Regions from separate parts of the Mus musculus genome. Here regions 1 and 2 are each linked to region 3. Evidence: chromatin contacts called from public Hi-C and HiChIP or PLAC-seq data. All regions are on one chromosome and are shown on one strand. Each heading gives the region's core, a stretch centred on a gene start, on an enhancer-like site or on the middle of the called end of the contact. The rest is flanking DNA. Distances are from core to core; before and after follow the strand shown. Region 1 has its middle 38 kb from the start of Gm34902. Region 2 has its middle 69 kb from the start of Gm52779. Region 3 overlaps Scfd2 (Sec1 family domain containing 2).

Region 1 (2,700 bases), core at 174-2,673, 620 kb before region 3:
CAGATACTGACAGATAGTGGAGCCTGGCTAACTGCTGGACTAGCTCTACTGTACATTCTTTGGCTGAGTGTCCTGAAATGTGTATCCTTTTGACTATGTTGAAGAGATGCCTTAAGCAAAATTAACCCAACACTAGCACTCTACAGTCTGAGATTTTGTTTGGAGAGGTCCCACTAAGCCACCTCTCTGTTAAGATCCCCTTTCCCAGAGAATTAAATGCATTTAAATATAGCCATTAATTTCTAAATATGCCAATGTTGGCAGTAAAGCTGTGAGAAACAAAGAAGCCTTCCTTTTTCCTTTCCACAAACGTAGATTCATGCATAATACCAACTACTGAACCCTCAGCAAGCTTCTGTTTTGATTTTTAATGTTTGAAAATAGAGGCACTGGAGAGAGGGCTTAGCAATTAGGAGCACTGGCTGACCTTGCAAAGGATCTGGGTTCTATTCCCAGCATCCACGAGGTGGCCTACAACCGCCTTTAATTCCTCTTCCAGGGGGTCTGACGATTTCTTCTGGCTTCTATAGATACCAGGCATCCACTTGGTATACTTACACATAGATAAAAAAAAAAAAAGATAGAAGTAGTTTAGTAATTTTAGGGCAGGGTAAACATTAGAATTTTGTTGTATTCCCTCAAGCTCTTGGACAGAAAAACAAACCAGCCTGACTTATATAAACCAATTTCTGTTTTCTTCTCTGTCTGTCTGTCTGTCTCTCCCTGTCCCCTCTCTCTACTCTCCCACTTTGCTCTCTCCCTCTCTTTCTTTCCTTCTCTCTCCCTTCCTCTCCTTCCTTCCTTCCTCCCCCCCTCTCTCCCTCTCCCTCTCTCTCTCTCTCTCTCTCTCTCTCTCTCTCTCTCTCTCTCTCTTTCTTTCTTTCTTTCTTTCTTTCTTCCTTTCTTTCTTTCAATATAGAGGCTAAGTGACCCTGGGCACTGGCTGACTTGGAACTCATTATGTAAACTAGGCTGGCCTTAAACTCACAGATATCCACCTGTCTCTGCCTCCCAAGTGTATGATAAAGGCATATGACTGATGTGTGTGTGTCTGCACCTTAGGTTTTTTCCCGAAGTCTTTACACAAGAAATACATTCATGGGAACAGGGCATGACTCCATTCTGTCTGCTGAGCCCTTTATAACAAGCTGTCCACTTGTGCTCTCCTCACACCCTCTGTGGCTTTTCTCCAAGATCCCCCATAGGTGAGAGGCCCATTTCTTATTGTCAGAAACTCCAAACAATTGCCTTGAGTCTTGTGTTTTCTTTGTCCCCTTTAAATGTGCATGTGTAGACACAGTCAGCAGACACCAGGGTCAGCGATCTTGTTCCATTTTGTTCCCAGTGTCCCACAGTCTTGCCTGGAGTGTCAGCTTCAGCCCCAGGGCTCTGCCTGACTATAGACCTTTGAACTTTGATGTCCCAGAGCCCAGAGGGAGGCACAGCAAACATGGAGGGAGGACCAGGGATAGTGTGATGTTAAACAGAACACTCTCTGAGCTTTTTTGAGGGAAGCCAGCTGGGTATGACTTCATCACTTTCCCTCATTCAGAGCTTTAAGAACAGCAGACTGCCTGAGCTCCCCAGAGAATGTGGGCTTCCCAGTAACTTGAGATAGTAGGGTGCGCTAAGAATAAGGTATTGCCTGTTTCCAGGGATGGCCCCCTCCTGACTTAGACCAGCACTTCTCAGGACCAGCCTAAGCAAGATGGGAGTTGGTCCTTTCTTTCTTGAGTATGCAAGCTCACTGCCCACCTCAGACTCTGGTATGACACAAGCTGGAGACTGCTTTAGATGGTTTTGCCTTGAATGTGTGAGGTATCCTAATATAGAAGCTTGTGTGTCCAAAAGGGAAAGTTCAGAGTCTGGTCAACCATGATTCTTGAAGCCACCCATGCCTTCCAGAGTAGCTTTCGAGTGGAGTGGATGCCAACTTCAGACATGGGGTGCCATGATCCCTTCCAGCTGTAAACTGTCAGGTCAGAAGCTTCAGACACGGCGGCATGCCAATATCCCTTCGAGAGGATGACAAATCCCAGGATGTCAGAGATTTAGTGGCATTTTGTTCGCAGGCAATCCTGCACACAGGTTGGTAGGTTTCTGTTTTTAGGGTCTTTCTACATCTCAGCTGGGTGAGAGATTTCACTCCGAGACCCAGAATCTCCAGTTTCAAGAGCTTCTATTGTTGTTTCCTAGGTCATGTCCTTGAATGAGGAGTGGCCTCATCCATAGGACCATGACTCCATTTGTGTAGGGGCTGAGAGGTACTAAGGGCTCTGGTAGATATAGTGAACCAAGAGGAAAGAGACAGAAGATCAACATTAACCTACATTGACTCCCTTTAGGGCATCATCTTGCAGATACATACTGTCAATTGGAGTTCTTTTTAGTGTTTTTAATTTTGCCTCTCTTTTGGTGTTTTCCTCTAGCCGGGAAGACTCTTTTGACTTTAATAAGGTTTCCTACTAGCAGGTGGGAGTTCCTCCCCTTGTGTGCTGAAAGGCAGAGAGCAAAAGCAAAGGCTTACAGAGGAGTCTGTAGGAGGGATATATTTGAAGTGGGGAGGAAAGAACTGTGAGAAACAGGTGCATGTTGTAGCTTTGTGATACTAGAACGCCAGGGGTTAGGCACCTAATAAAGAAGTCTGTTTATTTACAATTCTGATAGCTAAGCAAGCGTACAGGCATCTAGTAGACTTTG
Region 2 (2,701 bases), core at 31-2,530, 560 kb after region 3:
ATTTCTGCTCCTGTAGATAATGCCTTACCCATACTCCTATAAGTAACTCACTGCTTATAAATAAAGCTCATCGCTTCGCCAAGTTGGCCTTTGGTGGCATCCTTGCTTTGGCCTGTCGTTGCTTCCCTATCTGGGAGATTTGTTCATGTGTCCCCAAGAATAACGTCACATGGCAACTTCTCTCAGGTCTTCACCTACAGCTTCCTTTCCAGAAACCTCCGGGACTAGTTTGTAAGAATTCTTTGGCCCTACCTAAAGCTACTCTGATCTAAGGTGGTGTGCCTAGTCCTGTCTACAGGAATTTGAAGTCCAGAAGGCAGTCAATATTTCCTGAGGAATGGAGCCATAAGAAACAAGAACTGGGTCTGTATGGGCATTCAAATGTGAGGAAGCCAGCTTGCAAGGGAGAAGAGGGTGAGGTATCTATGCAGAGACAAGCCTGCAGAGGGGGCTCAGTTCCAGGATTCCCGTCCCAGGCCTTCTGAACTGGCTGGGTCCCCACCCCCAGGTATGTGAGATGTGTCTCTGTAGTTCCAGAAATATGTCCTCCTCACATCACCAAAAAGTCTCTGCCTGCTGAAATGGATTTCAGTTCTCGAGACTAAACGATCTCTAACCAGGAAAGGCCTTTACTGTTTGTGAGTTTTCAGTATCCAGACTAGCATTGTCTTAACCAGCTCACAGAGGCTCAGCGTTACCTCAGTCAGCTCACAGAGTCCCACCAGAAAAACAACAAAGTCTTTCTAAAAAACACATAGGGAGGGCTCAAGCAGACCGACTGGGAAAGAACCAGGTAAAGGGGGGGGGGGGGTCACTGCATGACATATGCATGCCTGTGATGTGGGTCACTATTGTATTGGAGGTCAACAAATGGTTCCTTAGTCTTCAGGGATCAAAGGACTCCGGCCTCGCCCAGATCCCATGTGCTTACACGGGGCTGTATTCACCAAGTTATCTTTGTTACTGGGATGATAGGAATTGACCCAGGCCTCTTCCCTGAAGTGGTTTTGCTCTCGTTACTTCTGAATCCCCTAATGGCTCTGGGATTTTGTCCGTCGCCACACTCCTTCTGTGAGCTACTTTCTGTCCAGATTGTTTACTCAGAGAATGCAGGCCAGGGTGCCGGGGATGGTTGTCTTTTTCTTTCAGCAGAATTCTGCACTCCCCTTCTTGAGTCACACTCCACATTCCTTCGATGCTTCCTTTGAGCTGGTGGGGGTGTTTTTTTGCAGCAAAGCCATTGGCTGCATGAGCCCAGGAAGGCTTTGTCCTCAACCTTGTACTAGGAGCTGACCCTCTGGTACAGAGGGGGCGAAGTGAGAAGCGGTAAACAGGAAACCAGCAGGCCTGGCTTGGCCTGGGGATCAGAAAACATCAGATACCGTGCTTGGCCCTGGAGCTGGATCATAACCTTCTGGGGTCACAGTGTCTTCCAGGCTGGTTCGGGGTGTGTTCTCAGCAGTTTTGGATTGTCAGTAACTCAGGAAGAGTCTGTCCTAAGACGCCGACTCAAGAATGTCTCGGTTTCAAAGGTTACTGTGTTAGACAAACAGATCAAGCAGAGAGAGTTCAACAGTGAGAATGGCCAAGGGATGGGCCTGCCCACCACCACCTGTATCAACTGCTGCTTTCTCAGGCCGTCTCACATCTCCAGTTCTCCTGGGCTGGCTGCATTTTCTATAAATTCTCAGCTATAACTGCACTCCTCTTTCAGAGTCAGCATCCCCATAGCAAAAACAAAATGCTTGAAGATAGGTCCTCTCTGCTCACCAGAGTTTATGACCCTAAGTGGCTGACACACAGCAGGAGTTGAACAACTATTTGTTGAATGAATGGATGAGTGAATGTATGAATGTATGAATGAGTAAATGAATGAGTGAATGAATGAATGAATGAATGACTTTCTCTAAGGCTGATTGCAACTCACAGTGAGAATGCTCTCTTCCAGTTGTACCCACCAATTCCTTTCATCTTCAACTATCAGGTCCAAGGGCATGTCTGCAGCCAGACTTTGTAGGAAAGAGCTGAGCTTCCTAGGAAACCAGAAAGGGGCCTTTTGTAAGGAACATGTCAGGGGTGTAATAAGTCACATGGAAGACAAAAGTTGAGAGATGGAATGTTGGGGATGGAAAGGTTTAAGCAGAGAGGGTCATGGGAATATGGCAGAAGCCAGAAGGTATGAGGGAGGACGGGATGCCAAGGGAGGATGGCTGGAGAGCCACATGGAAACTTACTACCCTACAACCCAATTATAAAAATAATTGACGGGATAGTAAAATACACACAACATGGAAGGTTTTGGGGAATACTGGGATTAGAGGATTAAGTAGCCCCAGAGGTTTTAAAAACAACACAGGCTGTTGTTATTGTCCTTGGTCACCCTCTAAAACTACACGGAAAGACCCGATTGCTCAAGGAACTTTGACTGCAGGATATGGAGAAACCAGTGTCAAGCCGGTCAGAATACCTCTTCCTTGCCGGCCAGCTTTCATAGCGCCCAAAGACACCATGAAGACTGCAGGATGGGGGAGAACATCCATGGTCTGGCCCTGCACGCTGCAATCCTGGCCTGTCAGGCACGGTTGGCCACTGGTGCAACAGTGCATGAGTCTTGTAGAGTTACTAACAGCTCTCTGATTGGACCGAGGCCTGCTCCACAGAATGAAGCTTTATGCCTACCTAATTCTATAATCCTCCTCAA
Region 3 (2,806 bases), core at 207-2,706:
GAGGAATTACAGGCAGAAACTGTTCTTATCCACCACACCTACAATCCACACGTTCCTTCCTTGCCTTGCCCATGTGAACATTCTATGTGTGGAATGCAGTGTTATTTGTGTGGCTATTCTCTCCTCCAAGACACTACTCCCAGACTGACTCCACAGAGGTGGCTCGCTGCCTTGATAAGGCCACAGAGTCCATCCATACAGCATCAGTGTGCAGCTCCCTTGCAGACACACCCCTACACTGCCTTAGCCTGCTGGGTACGCATGATTCCATGACAGCTCAGAGTGCACTGCATCAGGGTGCCTGGGGCTCCTCACAAGACTTAGGGAAGAAAAACACTTATCTACTTCCATACCCTACACAATGCCAAGTACACAATGGGAAATCAATAAATATTTGTTGAACACACATATGAGGTCAGTGGGATACAGCTCAATTCTCAAACATAGCCAGATATATCTTTTTTAAAAATTCTACATAGCACACCCTGATACAATTGGTTAGGGTACAATCAGACATAGCATGGATCTCTAGTCTGTGAAAGCCACTGTAATTCGGCATTGCCTGCTGTTAGGAGATAGGGGACTAGGTTTACTCTAAGCTAGTTTCCACTAGAAAATGTTACTGGTGAAGTAGTTTTAGCAGATGTTTTGAATACAAACTGACACTGCAAGGTAATGATTTAGCAGATAACTAAAAGTTAGAAAGTCAGAAGGGAGAAGTGGGGGACGCCTTTCAACTGCCCAGCTTTGTTATGGGGTGGGGAGCTGTTATTTTCTGCCTAGGTTTTTCATCAAGCGGAGATCACTATATTTAAGGGAATTTAACAAGAGTAAATACAGAGAAGTACAGTAATGAAAACTAAGAATATGCCTGTGTTGTTAGGACAGTCCATAATTATGAATTTTATGTCTTCATGCATCACGATTGGTTCTTAGACACTTCCCATGCACCCAGACTTTGGGCTTCGTGTCTGGGATTCAGAGGTGGGGAAGACAACAGCTCTCCTTAGAAGGAACTGACAGTAAAGAATGCAAGCATCCTAATGACAAAAACCCCATCTATAATCTTATGCCCATGCATGGAAGAAGCAACAGGGGAACTGGGAGCAGGCTTGCCAGGAACAGCCCAGTCTGTCAAGCGCATGCTGTCAATCAGGCAGACCAGAGAAGGCTGAGGTTGGTCAGTATGTGGCTCTTCCCATCGTCCTTACAACACCAGCTCAGTGGGATCCTCTGCCATGGCCATGCTCTAGCAGAGCGGCCCAGCTCGTGTGCTCCCATAGCTTCTTCAGATCATATCTTCAAGCTGTGCCTGCATTAAAACTTGTCTCTAAGAACTTGCTAAACTTGGGAAAGGGAGGGGGCTTCATTTTCCTTCTGCAGTAACCTACATTGGCCACCAAGAGGCGCTATGGATCAACAAATGAGTGTACGCTGCTCTGTGGGACTCTGAAGTACAAACCCAGATTAACCAGCATCAGAAGGCCAGCAACTCTTGTTGGAAGACAGATGTTTGTCCAGCAGAGTACAGATGCTTTTGACCAAAGTTCCAAAATAAATCTTTCTTGTAAAGTTTAGTTAGAAGGCAGAGACTGTTTCTTACAGAGGTTTCCAAAGCTAAAAATAACTTCTTTCTCAGTGGGTCAACTTGGGTAGGGAAATAAAAAGGCAAACAAAACATTAAATAACAACAACAACAACAACAACAACAGACAAGCTCAACTCTCACAAGTTAAAATGAAGCTCTGGGGGCGATGAGAACATCTCTTTGAAAGGACACATGCTGGAAGCGGCTCTGATCATGTCACCCTTGGCCTCAGTTTTGAGTGACCCCATTCGAACAGGAACTGTCCTTACTCTCCAGGCAGAACTGGCCAACGCTTCATGTTTGTAACATTGCAGTCAGTTGCCATGGGAAGTAATCTACTGCTGCAGGCATCTTTTGGGTTAGCACTCCTGGATCATACAGAGGCAAAAGCAGCCAAGCAAACGGTAAATCTTGTCTGCGCTAGTGTGTTCTTCTTAGGGCTTAGTGAGAGTCAGAAAAACTGGGCAAAACTGTTACAATAGGAATTTTTAAAACTCTGCTAAATACTTGTGCAGAACTTTGGGAATGAACTTTCCATTGACTGAGACCACTCTTGAGCTCACTAGTCATGGGCAGGTTTCTCATTTTCTTTGTACTAGACAAATTGAAGGCTGGTACTATAAGTGGCTCTATTAGGATAAAAGTGAAAGACTTAGCTCCCCAGAGTTTTAAATATTTCGTTTGAAATTAGCTGTGTAAGTATTTTTCAAAAGCCTCCTAGAGAACCTGAAAACACAAATATTTCCTAAGGCTTCTTAAGTATTTAACGACATTAAAAAAATGCTCAAAATATTACCCAGCCTTTTCCCCCCACCCACATCCTCTCCCCTGGAAGAGAGAAGAAGCAGAAGTCCTTGCCATACTAATCATATTTGGGTGGTTACCACTGGCTAATTATAATACAATGGGCTATTTTCAGATTCCTAAAAATAAGGGAAACTTCATCAAATGCTGGGAAGGGCTGTGCAAGGGCGCCACACGGTCCACATGACACCCACAAGGGACAAATGTGAGAAACATTTCAATCACATGAAAAGCAAGGGCACCACGCGGACCACTTGACACTTTGAAGAAACCAACTCGGGAACATTTCAATCACACGGAAGCAGAGAGGATGAAGGAAACAAGTTTACTAGAAGCGTGCCGTGGGAGCGATGCAACTCGCCCAAACTTCCAATGATGCTGGTGGACCTCTTCTGTGTGCATCTTGAAGGAGAC

What was found. Hi-C and Micro-C count contacts between places; a contact is called where the count stands out from the background. HiChIP or PLAC-seq counts read pairs in DNA pulled down with a chosen protein or histone mark.
Region 1: a contact with region 3 is called in an H3K27ac HiChIP or PLAC-seq map of heart atrium, with 5 times the contacts expected there. The contact joins two enhancer-like sites. A contact is called at or near these places in 5 of 484 Hi-C or Micro-C datasets (the 3T3-L1 cell line, 3T3-L1-derived adipocytes, cerebellum and 2 more), 2 of 115 datasets of contacts at active chromatin or transcription factors (embryonic stem cells and heart atrium) and 1 of 9 other capture datasets (embryonic stem cells).
Region 2: a Hi-C map of uterus shows a contact between it and region 3, with 4 times the contacts expected there. The contact joins two enhancer-like sites. A contact is called at or near these places in 2 of 484 Hi-C or Micro-C datasets (both in uterus), 1 of 115 datasets of contacts at active chromatin or transcription factors (fibro-adipogenic progenitors) and 1 of 9 other capture datasets (embryonic stem cells).

The regions. Positions count from the first base shown.
Region 1 is chr5:73,688,893-73,691,592 of GRCm38.p6, forward strand. No RefSeq gene overlaps it. Among named protein-coding and RNA genes, the nearest start is that of Gm34902, 38 kb to the left of the region's middle. Within about 2 kb of position 1,424, at least 12 of the 459 cell types and tissues checked have an H3K27ac peak or open chromatin away from gene starts, as enhancers often do. A contact at or near this core is called in heart atrium, where this site is marked.
Region 2 is chr5:74,873,626-74,876,326 of GRCm38.p6, forward strand. No RefSeq gene overlaps it. Among named protein-coding and RNA genes, the nearest start is that of Gm52779, 69 kb to the right of the region's middle. Within about 2 kb of position 1,281, at least 27 of the 459 cell types and tissues checked have an H3K27ac peak or open chromatin away from gene starts, as enhancers often do. A contact at or near this core is called in uterus, where this site is marked.
Region 3 is chr5:74,310,190-74,312,995 of GRCm38.p6, forward strand. All of the region lies in intron 5 of Scfd2 (Sec1 family domain containing 2), which reads right to left. Among named protein-coding and RNA genes, the nearest start is that of Gm32064, 5.0 kb to the right of the region's middle. Within about 2 kb of position 1,457, at least 31 of the 459 cell types and tissues checked have an H3K27ac peak or open chromatin away from gene starts, as enhancers often do. A contact at or near this core is called in heart atrium and uterus, where this site is marked.